2 separate regions of the Anas platyrhynchos genome follow, and region 2 is linked to region 1. Evidence: chromatin contacts called from public Hi-C data. All regions are on one chromosome and are shown on one strand. The core of a region is the stretch at or near the end of the contact, and the rest is flanking DNA. Distances in the headings are between cores, read along the strand shown. Region 1 has its middle 55 kb from the start of MPDZ. Region 2 has its middle 21 kb from the start of NFIB.

Region 1 (7,328 bases), core at 149-2,648:
GGGGGACTGCAAAGCAGTCTTAGGTTGAGGTGAGAAAGGACAGGCTTTGCACTAAGAGTCTTCCTATTTTCTATCAGTTTGATGCACCCTTTTAGAATTCATTTTTAAAGTTTAAAAAAAAAAAAAAAAAAAAAAAAAAAAGCAAAGAAAACAAATGAAAGAAAAAGCTTTCATTTCATTGTGCATTTAAGCAAAATCTTTAAAATCCTTTGCATTATTTTATCACATCAGACTTGTCAAGTCACACTCATTTGAATGAGTGAGATTTGAAAACTTCTGAGTGTTATATTACATTTTCCATTGATATATGCTGTGAATCTTTACGGCTGCATGAAAATGAAGCCAAAAGTAAGAGGAGACAGCTCACTTCAAATGAGTGAGACTGGATAGGTCTGTCATATGTTATTTCAGGTGCTCATAGGATAGCAATTCTAAGCAGAGATGGGTGATGCAGTTGACAGGTTTGCATGGGTTTAGATAAAGAGGAAGAACTTAATCATAGAGACAGAAACAAAAGGGTATGATTCTCCTTCTGGAGTCATACACTTAGAAGACTAATTTGTGCCTCATCACATACTCAAAATGGGCATAAATGTCACAGCTGAGAGCCCTTCTGGAGGCACTCTTGCTGAGCTCCAGTAATGACACTGCACTCTTCACAGGAGAAGGCGGGCATCATTCACTCCGCAGGTTATCATTTTTGGCTAGAAGAGGAAATGGTGACCCCACAGCCACCCTCTTCCCTGTGCCATGTGTACTGCCATGGATGGTCCTTACAAGAAGGTGTGTGTGTGGCAAAGAGAATTCGTGAGTCTTGTTTGCACATTTGTTCAAAAGCCAGCCACAGACTGACCCTGTTCCTAATTTTTAAAAATACTTACCTTCTCTTTGTGCATGCAAGTTGTCTTTAATTCCTGTCTTAGTGTTTTAAAGTCACCAGACAGACTTCTAAAGTTTATCAAACTTTTAGAAAGGGATTGTTATTGTTGTTGTTGTTGTTGTTGTTGTTGTTGTTATTATTATTATTATTATTATTATTATTATTATTATTATTATTATTATTATTATTATTATTATTATTATTATTATTTATTTGCTGCAGCTGAGGAGAGAAATACTAGTGAAAGATGCCTTTTGGATTTGCACTGTGTACTTCCTGGTATGTGCCTGCAAGTTGATTTGTTTGGTAGAGGGAGCAAGACACCAAAGAGCTCATTGTCATGCACGTGCGGTGTTCATCACTGAAAGAAAAAGAAAAGATACATATGATCCTGCCAAAGGGAAGTGTTTGCACTTAATGAATCGAGAAACTGCAAGCGTCCACGGCTGATCCCACAGTGTAGCCTAAATCACGTCCGTCTTTCGGGCCCTGAGGATTTATCCAGGGCTCTCCAAGACAAAGCCGTTGCTTTTCTCCTCAGCGGTCAGCAGAGGGAGATGTTAGCATGCCTTTTGCTGCCGACTTCGACGGCTGTTCGCCACTTTATTAATTCAATGTTAGAAATCAAACCGCTGTTTAAAATGTACTGGTATTAATCCGCAAGGGTAGGCATGTAACGAGGAGAATTTCCATTAAACTTTCTACACAACCACAGATTTTCAGTACTTTAGTGGGATGTTTTTGGAAAGAAGAGATGCTGGCTCTTACAGTGAAATCTCAGAAAAGAGTTCATGCACCGAGGCATTTGTTCAAAATTTCTGACAGTGAAATAAATCAAACATGACGATTTTTAGGAAGACAGAATTGGACCTAGTTTTTGTTGGGTCAGAAATGTGGAAGACGCACTTTAACTATTTTAAAGAAAGAGAGGCATGAGATAAGCATTTTTGAGTGATATTAACATAAATTGGATAAACATACAGGCAAACTTTGATGCCATGCTTGTGGTGAGATCAAACATACTTGACTGGATTCATCTTGGAAAGTAATAATAAGATTGTTCCTCATTTCAGCTGACCTAAGGTGCCAGAGAAGGCATATCAATTTTATTACACCTGAGAATCTCCTCTAAGTGTTCAGATTTAATTAGGAGAGAAAGAACACGTAGTATTTTTGGTTTTCACTTCTGGAAGAATATCTGCTAGCTTGAGATGCTGGAGCTAGAACAGATGCTAGCACCTTGTACTCCATGAGTCAAGAAAATGTTGGATTTGTTTCCAGACCTCAAGACCGTGTTCTGAAAAAAGGTTTCCACTGGAGTGCCTCCACCAATTCAACATTGAAGGTGAGCATGGTCAGCACTCTGACTGCCCCTCTGTCCCTCCATGCGGGGCAGGTTTTGATGTGCAGGAGGCAAAAGAAATACATTGTGCTGATGTCTTCCCTTTACCTGTTGCTCTGCAGATCAGCTTACTACTCTGTTAGGTAGAACATGGAAATCAAGTAGGAAGAAAGAAAAGAAAGAAAACAAGGAAAAGAAAGAAGGAAAAGAAAGAAAGAAGGAAAAGAAGGAAAAGAAGGAAAAGAAGGAAAGAAGGAAAGAAGGAAAGAAAGAAGGAAAGAAGGAAAGAAAGAAGGAAAGAAAGAGAGAAAGAAAGAAAGAGAAAGAAAGAAAGAAAGAGAGAGAAAGAGAGAAAGAGAGAAAGAGAGAAAGAGAGGAAGGAAGGAAGGAAGGAAGGAAGGAAGGAAGGAAGGAAGGAAGGAAGGAAGGAAGGAAGGAAGGAAGGAAGGAAGGAAGGAAGGAAGGAAGGAAGGAAGGAAGGAAGGAAGGAAGGAAGGAAGGAAGGAAGGAAGGAAGGAAGGAAGGAAGGAAGGAAGGAAGGAAGGAAGGAAGGAAATCTGACAAATTTGCTTGAAGTTTTTTGTTCCCAAAGCTTAAAACTGCTTTAGCAGGATCATTACTTTAATTTTGTTTTGTTTTGATCTTACCACTTTTAGGTTCTTGGATTTCCTCTGTGTGTAAAAGAGCTAAAAATACAGGGTATTTCTTCCCACTTTAAAGTTATTCAGAAGTAAAGGATAGGCATTGCCTGATGATGCTCACAGTTACCTATTCACACAATAGCAAGGGAAAAGTGGTTTAACACCCAGCTCCTCAATGTGATAGCACTTGGAGCCACGGAAGTTACATCCATGACTTGTGTTCCACTATTGACATGTGGACAGAAAACTGGCTTCAGTCACATTATCTCTGATACTCCTCTCCTAGCAGCTGGGTGACACAGAACAGCTGCATAAGCCCAGATTTCATTGGCAGATGATTCCTATGCCATGTCCAAGGTAGTAGCTATTGCTGTCAGTTGAAGGTTTGTCAACTGGTGCTGCAGATATCAGTCTAGCCCAAGTGCAAGCACAGCTGGAATGACTGTCAGCTCCCCACCTCACACCCCCCACTCTTACCCTCTCCCCTTCTATTTCAAACTGGTTGTTGTTTCTGGAAAATGGTGGTTCTGTGAATTCTTCAGAGACAAGGCATGCATTTTTCACATGGCCGGTGTTTCAGTGATAAGTACAGCAGGTCTAATTGTTTTTCCACTTTGTCAACAAAAAATGCAGCAGTTCATCCAAAATCTGAAGCATTCCTCCAAACTCACTGTGATGCAAACAAGAGCTGGGGTAGGGCCCCAAGTCCCTCCTCAGACAGAAAGCTCAGTGTGGCTGAGGGTCTGGTGGTACTCTGACACGCTGCAAGGATATGTGGCAGTCTGCTTCACACCATGTGCAGGCAACAGCATGAAGTGACACTAATGATAATGTCTAAAAGAAGCACAAGGGCACAAGTTTCTTTTATTTATTTATTATTATTATTATTATTATTATTATTATTATTATTATTATTATTATTATTATTATTATTATTATTATTTTAAAGGTACCTAAAAAATAAAAATACAAAAAAGTAGCTACAGTTGTAAAGAGTAAATTCTCTGCATCTCCTGGACCATGTTTTTAACTGGAAAATTTGTAATCAGAGAACTTTGGGGAAGACAGCATCACATGCAGCATTACTTTTAATCTATTTTTTTATTTTTTTTATTTATTTTCTCTTTTGAATAATAATATAAAATCAAATTGAAATTGAAATAGTATCCAGATACTACTAGTTTCCTGGCTCAAATTCTTCAGCACATATGGCAGAAGCATAAGCTTGTGCCAGTCTGCTACTTTGGGTAATTTTGCATGCAAATAGTTTAGTGCCTCTGTTGAGGTGCTAGAATGTGTTTAGTACACTTGAAAATATTTGCATTGCAAAAGGAGAGCTAATCTCCTGAGGAAAATCAAATTGATATTTTGTATTAGGGGACTACTTTGGACAATGTGTGGCCCTGTTACATGGAAAATTATGTTGACTGTACAGATAGAATTTTTAATTGACTTTCATAAGTGAAGAACCCACTACTACTTTGCCAAATTTGTAAGCTATTGGAACAGTTCTTTGGTTGTCATTCACCAGTGTGCTCTTTTGCTACTTCCAAATCTTTTCTCCGATAATTTCATCACTTTGATAAAGCTATTCCCCATAAGCAGGTTGAGTAGTGATTGCGATATTTAATAAGTACTCAGGAGGCAGGCTGGTTGGTAAGAAGAAACAGCATTTATTAATGGCATGAATCATTACCACAGCTGGGTCTTCTCTAACTTCTGGAAATGTCTATTTCACATTGGACATGCTTAGAGGCTCAGCTATTGGCTACTTCATGGCTGTGCTTCCTAACCATAGCGGCGTTAGTATATCCATTCCCATCCTTGTAAGCTGATATGCAGACTTGCATTTCCATCCTTCCCCCACCACTGATGGGAACGAGCACACAGACACATGCATGCACACACAGATTCCTTTTAGCTATTTAAGTTAATTTCTGACAATGCTTACCTCTGAGACAGCATTTAATTGGTCAGTATAACATCTAAGATGATACTGGTTCACCTACTGAGTCTGTGCTGTTTTGCTCTGTCCCCTTGGCATCTGGCTGATTGTCTCACAATGCAGGGCCATCATGTCTCGCCCTGGCTTGGCAATGTCAAACAGGCAGCTGGGGCTGGCTGGGCACTATGACAGTGTCCATGCTTGTGTCAGTAGTGGCTTAGTACCTCCTCCAGCACCAGACTCTGATGGCACTGGAAACACATTTGGATTCCCATTTGGTGAGTCCTGCAATTGGTATGCTGTTTGTCAGGATGGCTTTTGTGAGGTCTTTTTATTTTTTCAAAGTGTAAGCTGTAAGCTCAGCCACAAATTTCTGTAGCTTCGGCATCGTGTAGGAACGTAGAATGTTAAAATATTTTAATTTTGTTTTGTGGAGGAGGGAAGTTCTGTATTTTTTTTCAGTTGGTTTAAATAATTTCATTACTCACATGGCTATTGTATTTAAAGAAAAGCCAATGCAGTTAGTAATAGGCTTTTTTTTTTTTTTTTCTTTTCTTTTTCTTTTTTTTTTTTTTTTCTTTCAGTCTAATCACGGATTCTCTTGGCCCTGTTTGCTGATCCACATGCAAATACAGCTGGCGGTCTCTGCTGCAGGAAAAGCTTGTCATTGTGCCTCATACAGCTGCCATAAACAGTCAAGAAGAAAGGTGTAAGTGCCTTGGGAAATATTCCTGAAGCAGTAGCCGTTGAAGTGGCAGATAGCCAGGGTCAGAGCAGAAGGGTGAGACTGTGTGATCAGCCATGTAACTCTGCATCAAGTTAGCAGTTTTCAGGGCCTTCTGCAATAGAGCTGCAGGCTGGAGCAGAATTCTTTTAGCAGTGACCAAGGCTGTTCTGAGGTTATACTGATAGGGCAACAGATTACTGAAGTCTAAATGACTTAAAAATGCCTGTTGTAAATAACTGTCCAATACCAGGTGAAATAATTTCCCAGCAGGTCCCCTGAGTGCCTGTTGACTTTCAATTTATGGAGAAAAAACTTAAACTGATCACAAAAGTTATGTAAATCTGCTCTATAATCTGCTTTCTGTACTTCAGCTGTTGCTTTTATTTCATTTGAATCGGCAATTGTTATCTGTTTTTTTTTTTTTCCAGTTTGTCTGTACATGTAATAGATATAATGATTTTTAGACTTTTTGAAATTCAGAGATTTCTGTTATCTTTATAAGGAACTTCCATAGTTTTTCTTATTCTGTATCATTCTTGACCCAATTTCAATCATCATTTATTACAATGTCAGGACTTTGTAATCTTTCAAAAAATTCTGAAATTAGCCTTTGAAATACCTCAGGAGCAGAACTAATACCATGTGGCATTTCTGGGGACTTGAAACCTTCAAATGGCATATTTAAAGTCATCTAATTTACTTCATCTAACTTGCCAAAAGTCAAACCTTACCTAAAAAGTTACAAACGTGATTATTTCTGACATATTAACTGTAACCTCATCATTTGTTTTTCATTCAATAATACTTATATGTTCATTTTGAAATAATTTCTGGGAGGGAGTTATGCTTATTAAACTCTTATGAGGCAGGCTTTTTGGAAGGAAAACTTTTTATTAACTATCTGATGTTTCTGGCTGTGCATTGTTACAGCTTGAGAACACTTCTGCATGACTCTGGACATACTCAGATGCCTTTTGCCCCGTATTTGTCTTGTAGATCCAAATTATTTGGCAAGAACATGCTACATGTAATGCTACATGCTGCATGCTACATGTAATGCTACAACCAAGAACATCTCTTCTGTTTCCACCTTGTCCTCAGAGCCCTTTTTAGCAAGGTAATGCACTGTCAGGAAAATAGCTGCTATATCACATTACTGCTTTTTCAGTCCTCATTTCTATTTACTTATTTCTGTGGGTTGGTGTCTCTGGGGAGGGAGAAAGAACACAATTGCCACATGTGCTTCTATTGAAGATGAAGCCCCAAGGCTCCTTGCCCTCAGGAAGGCATTGGAGTTGGGTTCAGTTTTCAGGTACTGACAAAGGAATTAATCGCCAATGATTTGGCTCAAAATGTTGATAATTTTTGTTGTTGGAATATTAGAAGAAGGTAGTTTAATTACACGTTAGCAAGCACTCCTTCTCAATACCAGTAGCACAGCTAACCACATGCTTGTTAGGTCTCTTAACTATCTCTAAGACTCTAAGTAATATCAGCAATTAATGTGCAACCAGTAGTGTTTTGATTTAAAATAATAATGACAGCAGTGGAAGCAGTTAAAATGGTCTAAGAGCTATATGTAAGGTTGACTGTAGACTCAGGCTTTTAGTCTTCTCACATTTCAATAATTATCCTTCCAGCCATAAGGCAAGCATTTAATATTCCTGGTGAAAGCTGAGATTCCAGAGTACAATTATTCAGCAAGATTTTTTTTTTCTTTAATTCATCTATTTGAGCAGCTGCATAATGATATGATAGGTCTTTGTATGAACACATCTGTTAGCACAGATACT
Region 2 (7,082 bases), core at 2,678-5,177, 450 kb after region 1:
CGAGCAAACCCTCTGCTCGGCGGGCAGGGGGAGGTGGGCGCCGGGGGAGGTGGGCACGGACCCGGGGAGGGGGCGGGAGATTTTGGGGAAGGGGGGGGACGCCGAAGCAGCGCGGCGTTGGCAGGAGCCGGCGGCAGCACCGGGAGTCGGCGCCGGCCCCGGGGAGCTGCGGGGGGCTGCGGGCAGGGGGCTGCGGGCAGAGGCCGGGGGCAGCCGGGGCCCCGCTGGCGGCCGGGGGCGGCTTCGCGGCGCTGTCGGGGCGCGGCGGAGGGCTGCTCCTCCGACGAGGTCGCTATTGTGCGCCCCGCGGTCCGACCCTAAAACAAACCCACGCCGCCCGCCAGAGTAGGGCAGTAACGACCGGAGGGGGACGCGCTTCGGGCAGGGGGCGACAGCCTGCCCCCCGTGCAGAAAAGGGAGGTCGGGCGATTAAACACGGGGGTGAGGGTGGTGTGTGTGTGTTTTTGTTTTTGTTTTTGCTTTTTCTCCCGTTTTCTAGTTACGGGCTTTTTGTTTTGTTTTGTTTCTCCCCTGCGTTCTGCGAGGGGAGATGCGTGGTGCAAAATGGCACCAACGTGGATTTTGTAATCGTGATGTTAAGCATTTTCCTCACTGACGTGCTCCACGTTACACTAATCTCTGAAATGAATGTCAAAGTAGTTCCGACACCTTTAGAGACCCTGCTCTGCAGGTAAGTCGAATACGTGAAAGTGTGGAAGGAGCTTTCTTTGGGGCCGAAAAGGAGACTCTCACTTTGGGCTTCGAGTGTCAGGACGGCGACAGAAGCAGGGTTACACTGCGCTGTGCAGTTTGGCACGATTACGACCCTGTTTAAACGCATTCTGATGCGGCGTGAGGAAGGTATAAAATGAGATTAAAGCTCCCAACAACACATCAAATCCCGCTCCGAGCCTCGACTCTGCACGCGGGCTTGTTTAAGTCAGCTACACTTCAGAACAAAACCCTTTCACCCTTAGCGCCTCCGTGCAGATTTTTTTTTTTCTCTGTTTGATTACATTAATAATTTAATTTCTATTTCCTATCGGCCCTTCCAAGTGGGCAAATCAACCTCCTTCCAACATGGGTGGGGGCTGTTATTTTTAGCTCGTTTGCTGGAACAAAATGTACCAACACTCCCTTCTTTGAATCTCATTGCGGTTTGACTACGCTTTGATATTTAAGACCATCGGTTTTCCTTGTCAAACTACCTGTTATAAGAAATGGCTCCCTCAGCCTGGCAAATCATTTTTTTTTTTTAATTTAAAAAAAAGTAGACAGGAACACTTGCGTAAATAAAGAAACCTTTCTAAAATGTTGCAGGGAAATACCCCAAATAATAAACAGGTAAATAAATCTACTCTGTAGGTGCTACCCTTATGATAACTGTACACAAAACTCACCATAACGGTGTGCCCACCTGTCAAAATAAATGAAATCTGACTAAAATAATGCCATGACTTCTTGTCCCCTTGACAAATACACTTTGTCAGCATTTATTGAACAGTTTTGGGGGGAATTCCAGATGGACTTCATAACCAGTAGTAAAATGTGGGTCCGCTCTTAATGCCATTTAAATATCCCTGCCGTCCCTCTCCCTCTCTCTCCCCCCCCCCCATTGTTGCAGTCCTGCACTATTAATACAGTTCCAGTAAATGAGTATTTTAAAGTGCTCTTAAATATTTTTCCCCGTTGTCCCAGAGCTTCAGCTGTCACTACGACTACCTTTGTGTCCATTTTAGAAACACTTTGCTGTGTGTTTAGCTAAACGCTAGCCAACATGAATGCAAACAACATTATGAAGGGACAGAGCAAAGTAAATGGAAATGAAAGAGAGAAAAAAAAAAAAAAAAAAAAACACTCTGTCAAGTGATGCCTCCTAAAGACCGAATTACAGTAATTCGGGCTTTAAAAACTAGCGCCCTTGAGGTTACAATGACATACGCATTTGTAAATGCACGAGGTACAGTCTGAGGTGCAGCAATGAAACAAGGGGTTTCAACTTCATAGATCTGGAGAGTTCCCGTACCACTTGTGCATGGACACCCGCACAAGTTCGCAAAAATACTGCATGGAATAAAGTGCCTGATCACTGCGATCTTCTTCGTACGATTTTCTGACACTGCCAAGGGTATCCTGAGTACAGTGCCCTCCGTGGCCAGAGGTCAGCGACTGAACCAACACAAATGAATAAAATAAGTGCAAATGAGGCTTCTTTGCACAGAGAGGATGAAATTCGTATTATGGGGCACGTATAGAAAAGAAGAAACAAATAGTTTTACAGCTCCAAATCACTTACATTGGCAAGAACAGAGCAAGATCATTACGCACGAGAGAAGGGGGCAAAATCCTGTTTGGATAGCGATTTTTGTTATGACAAGAAGCAGTAACTGCTTTGTTATAAACACAGTGTTTGTTATGAAGAAACTAAATGAGCAGCCATCCAGATAAACATCCTCGGCATCTAACAAGTCTGCTGTCTTCGTGATGTTTCGTGTGCCGGCAACCTCCCTGTCTCATCATTATTGTCTTTTTGCTCGTAATCAAGTATACTGATTTCCAGTTATCCTAATTGCAGCACTGTCTAACACTCCGAAAACGCAGGGAGAAATAACAGAAAGGCTTTTTTTTTTCTCTCTGTATATGCGCGTCAATAAATTCAACACCTATTTTAACTGCAGTAATATATTCATATGGTTACATCGAACACACTCAAATATTAGAGTCCCTAATTCCTATATATTTATAGTGCATCCCAGTTGCTCTTTCCTGACCCTTAAAGAATGGGAATAGAATCACTCAGATATGTAAGGGAAAACCTGCAAAACTGTGGTGCAAGAGTGGCATTGTTCGTCAGGTTAGGAGCACTCTCTTTGTACCTATCATTTGTACCATTATTTATCTCTTTATTGTAACACCCAGGCGGACTGGTTTATTTAAAACAAGCAATCTCTTTTGTTATATTCAAGCAGACAACACCACGCACACGCGTGGCGAGTCTCCGCGTCCCCCGGCAGCGTGCAGCCAGCTGGTGTCCTACAGGCTTTCCACGACCCCTTCCTCGGTCGCCAGCTCCGCTTGAATAATAATAATAAATAAATAAAAAAAAAAAAAAGTACTGGCACGAACCGCAGGCTGCAAACTCAAGGCAGCGCGGCTCGAGGAGAGCAGCAATAAAGCGGGCAGCGAGCAGTGGAGCGCTCCGCGGAATCGCGTTCCTAGCCTCGCAGGGTAATGAACTAAGTTCCCGCTTTGTAGCGGGAAGTCCAAGAACACGATGCAAGAAATACTTTGTGGGTGACGGGCCAGGGGCTTGCGGCGCCCCGGGAGCCGCCCCCCGCCCCCCGACCCCCCGACTCCCGACCCCCACAGCCTGTCCGCAGCCCCGCAGTGGCGGCTCGGAGCGTGTCCGCAGCCCTCCCGGCGGCCGCCCACCACCCCGGCGCTCCGCGGATGATCCCCCCGTGACCCCCCGGCCCCCCGGGCCGCTGCACCTGTCCCCGCCCGCGGGGTCCCGCAGGTCGGGGACAGACCGAGGGATGCGGGTGGGCGCCGAACAGGCAACGAACAGGCAACGGCGCAGCCTCCCCCTTCCCCTGTTGACCGTTTCGTGGCTTTTACTCGTTTACTCTTAGATTCAGCCGGATTTTAAGAACTCGTCGAGGGATCCGGTGGAGCGGTTACGAGCGAGACAGGCGGCGCGGGGCGATTGCCCGGGGGGCTGCACAGGGGACACCCCAAATCCCCGCAGCCGCACCGCAAAGCCGCGCCGCCTCGGTCGCGGCGGTTTTTGGCAGGTTTCGTCCCTTTGGGAGGAGAAACCTCATTCAGTCAGAGCCCCGAGGTGCCACTGCCTTGCGGCCGGGACCACCACCGGCCCCGCACCTGCCTGCCAGCCCCGCACCGCACCCCGCGCACCGCACCCCGCGCACCGCAGCGCGGCCCCCGCGCGCCCCCTGGCGCCTCTGGCACCGAAGTGGGGCCGCGGGTCGGTCCCAGCCCTGCCGCCAGCATCCGTCCCCGGGTGCTGCCCCTCACACGCCAGCCTGACCGACCTCGGCCCAGCAGAGCAGCGACCAAGTTTGTCTGTCCTGCTCGAAGAGACTCCGGTCTTGTGGCACTTAAACTCGACTTTCCCATCGCCTCAGTACTGCACAATACCGATTGCAGGCACGAATCTGTATTAAGGGTACATAATCCACACCAGGTCTTGGTTTATCAAGGTGTGTTGAGTGTTTAGAACTGTTTACTGGTACCACTGCATGTTTGTTCTTTATTAAAGAAGCTTGGAAAAAAAAGGGAAGGAAGGGAAGGGAAGGGAAGGGAAGGGAAGGGAAGGGAAGGGAAGGGAAGGGAAGGGAAGGGAAGGGAAGGGAAGGGAAGGGAAGGGAAGGGAAGGGAAGGGAAGGGAAGGGAAGGGAAGGGAAGGGAAGGGAAGGGAAGGGAAGGGAAGGGAAGGGAAGGGAAGGGAAAAAGAAAAAGAAAAAACACTATGTGGCATCATCCTGGCAGGTTTACCAGCAAGCTTGATTTCTGCAGAGATGCTTAAGCTCAGCTTTTCTGCAGCGCTGTCAATTTCTTTGCTCCATGTACTCCCCAAAAACACGCCATTATGAAGAGATATCATGTGCTACACACCGTTTACATTTTTCCCACTAAACTTCTTCACAAGCTCAATCTAACATCAGCTAGCTGTTCAAAGGGCATCATAGTTACCATCTACCTCAGCCATGCAACCTCAGATGGCAGCCAGGTTGCCATTGTCATCCCATTTTGTGAAAGAGAGGAGCTAGCACTGGGATGCTGTCACTGCCACAAGGCACAGGGTGTGGAATTTCTCATCGCCACATCTCTTTAGGCAGAGGAGGTTTGTAGAGCTGTGCAACCAGCAAAAGGGAGCATATTAGTTCCTATTGTAGTCATGAAATGAGATGCAGTTCTCCAGTTTCTATAGAACAACAGAAATTCAGCCTGAAGTTTTGACAGTCCTTTCAAAGTCTTAGACATATCTGTGAGCAAAATAAAGATACATCCTCAAGAACAAGATAAAATAAGACCTAACAAGGAAAAGTGAAGCACCTATATTTATGGTCTTGAAAAGAAGGTCGAGGAGAGCTGTGGTAGACTTCAAGCATAGCTTTAATGGTGATGGTAGAGGAGAGGGAGATGGCATTTTTTTACTTGCCATTTGAAGGTGTCCATCCCTAACATTTCCAGATGGAGAAGCTGTCTGAAAATTTGCCCGGCACCTCTGGGAGCAGAAGCACATATGGCATGGTTAGAAGTGGCAGGTGGGACAAAGGTGGCTCTTAGCATGCCTGCTGTTTTAGGAGCCACATTAGGTTTTGGTGTAATTTATCAGAGCTGGAGGCCACCAAAAATTACAGTAGTTCTCCTAGTGCTACTTACGGTCACAGTGTGCCTTACATTTCCTATGTTCATATCCTTCCTTTGGTGACCCATGCATGAATAACAATGCATCAGTTTAGCGGTGATTGTTGAATAGTTAGGAAGCAATATCAAATGTGAACCAAAATCTTTCCCAGAGGCTCCAGCAAGCTCAGCTGCTGTGTAGGCTGTCACCTCATCACAAGGACAAATTACTCAGATCTCAGGTCTGTAGCAGCAGGGAGCACTGTGGGAGGAGAAAGGTTTTGAAAGGGTTACTCAAGACTTAGTCCTATGCACCAGGCTCCACCCAGTCTGGTAACGGGGGATGTTCAGCACATATTTCTGGGCTTAACTCACAGTATCTTAACATTACCCCTGGGATGAAATATACCCTCTTTTATGAGCTCAGGAGTGGTAAAATAAGAACTTTGGTGAAGTATGCAGAGGTCATCCTAATTCATGAAAATGAAACAGGTTCCCTCCAAGCATGATTTACTGTGTTTTGTTACTGTATTTTTTGGTCTGCTATTATTTTCTAATACTTAATCTTTTATGGGGCTTTTATGATTTTGTTAAGCTGGGAGTTCATTTATAGGGAACGTTCTCTTACTCCCTTCCCTAGTCAAGGCCTGAATATGAAAAGTCAAGTTTCATTTTTATTTCTTGCATTGCGGTTCACCTCTCAAAGAGCTTTAAGAACCTCCCCTACCGTGGTAGTGCAGGAATCAGAGGGAAGGAAAACAGCAACACAGCTCGCTTTTATGCTCAGGGGAATCTTGCAAAGCGTATTTAGAGAAAATCACATGACACCGCTGAATGGCATTCTGACACTATATGCCCACCTGTTTTGGGACTTCTGTAAATTATTTCTTTAGATCCTCTTCACACAGACAACCAATCACACTGACTTTTGTGTAAAAAGTCAGACATCCTGTAGTCTCCAGGATTACTTATCCTGAAGATGAGGGAGAGGGTGGGGAGCGGGGTGGACACCACTGTTATCAAACAAATCCCTGTATCGTTTCTGAAAATGCAGCCAGAATTAGCAGGTAACTGGTACTTTATTTCAGAAGAAAGCTCTGCCAAACAGCTGATACTGAGCAGAAGAGGATCGTTCAAACATCTGTCTTTGTAACAGAGCTTGAAGCTTCAGAGATCATTCCCCATAACTGTAGTTAAAACAAAAAAAGTGAATGGGCCGATTTTAGGGCAAATATTTAAAAAAAAAAAAAATTTAATTCTTTGACTGCACTTTTTTTTTTTTTTTTTTTTTCAGTGCAAAACAAAGTATATAGTTCCAGGGATTTCATTGTCATTTCATCTCATCTGTTTAGTCCGTAAGAATCAAGAGTGCTACTCTTCAGTATAAAGGTATAAAAGTTGGTGTGTTGCCCTTCTTTTCATTAAGGGAAGGAAGTGAACACTAAAAATAAGCTAAGGATATATTCGTGGCAGTTTGCTGTCATTTCATGCAGAATCGCAACTCCAGAAGTTTATGTAAAATGGAAAGTAGAGTCCAGTAGGAGTGATTTTCTGAGTCCTGCTAGCTGCCAAGTGGAATCACAATGTACACTTAGCTAGGAATCTGCAAGATTTCACACCTAATTCTGCTGGACTTAAATTTTAATTTGCCATCAGAACAAAACCTCTAATTGAGAACAGAAATGCTTATTGCATCTTTTATATGAATCTGA

Evidence for each region. Hi-C and Micro-C count contacts between places; a contact is called where the count stands out from the background.
Region 2: a Hi-C map of subcutaneous adipose tissue shows a contact between it and region 1, with 3 times the contacts expected there. The contact joins two enhancer-like sites. A contact is called at or near these places in 3 of 8 Hi-C or Micro-C datasets (liver, skeletal muscle and subcutaneous adipose tissue).

What each region holds. Positions count from the first base shown.
Region 1 is chrZ:34,072,808-34,080,135 of IASCAAS_PekinDuck_T2T, forward strand. No RefSeq gene overlaps it. Among named protein-coding and RNA genes, the nearest start is that of MPDZ, 55 kb to the left of the region's middle. Within about 2 kb of position 1,399, at least 1 of the 8 cell types and tissues checked has an H3K27ac peak or open chromatin away from gene starts, as enhancers often do. A contact at or near this core is called in subcutaneous adipose tissue, where this site is marked.
Region 2 is chrZ:34,517,969-34,525,050 of IASCAAS_PekinDuck_T2T, forward strand. No RefSeq gene overlaps it. Among named protein-coding and RNA genes, the nearest start is that of NFIB, 21 kb to the left of the region's middle. Within about 2 kb of position 3,928, at least 1 of the 8 cell types and tissues checked has an H3K27ac peak or open chromatin away from gene starts, as enhancers often do. A contact at or near this core is called in subcutaneous adipose tissue, where this site is marked.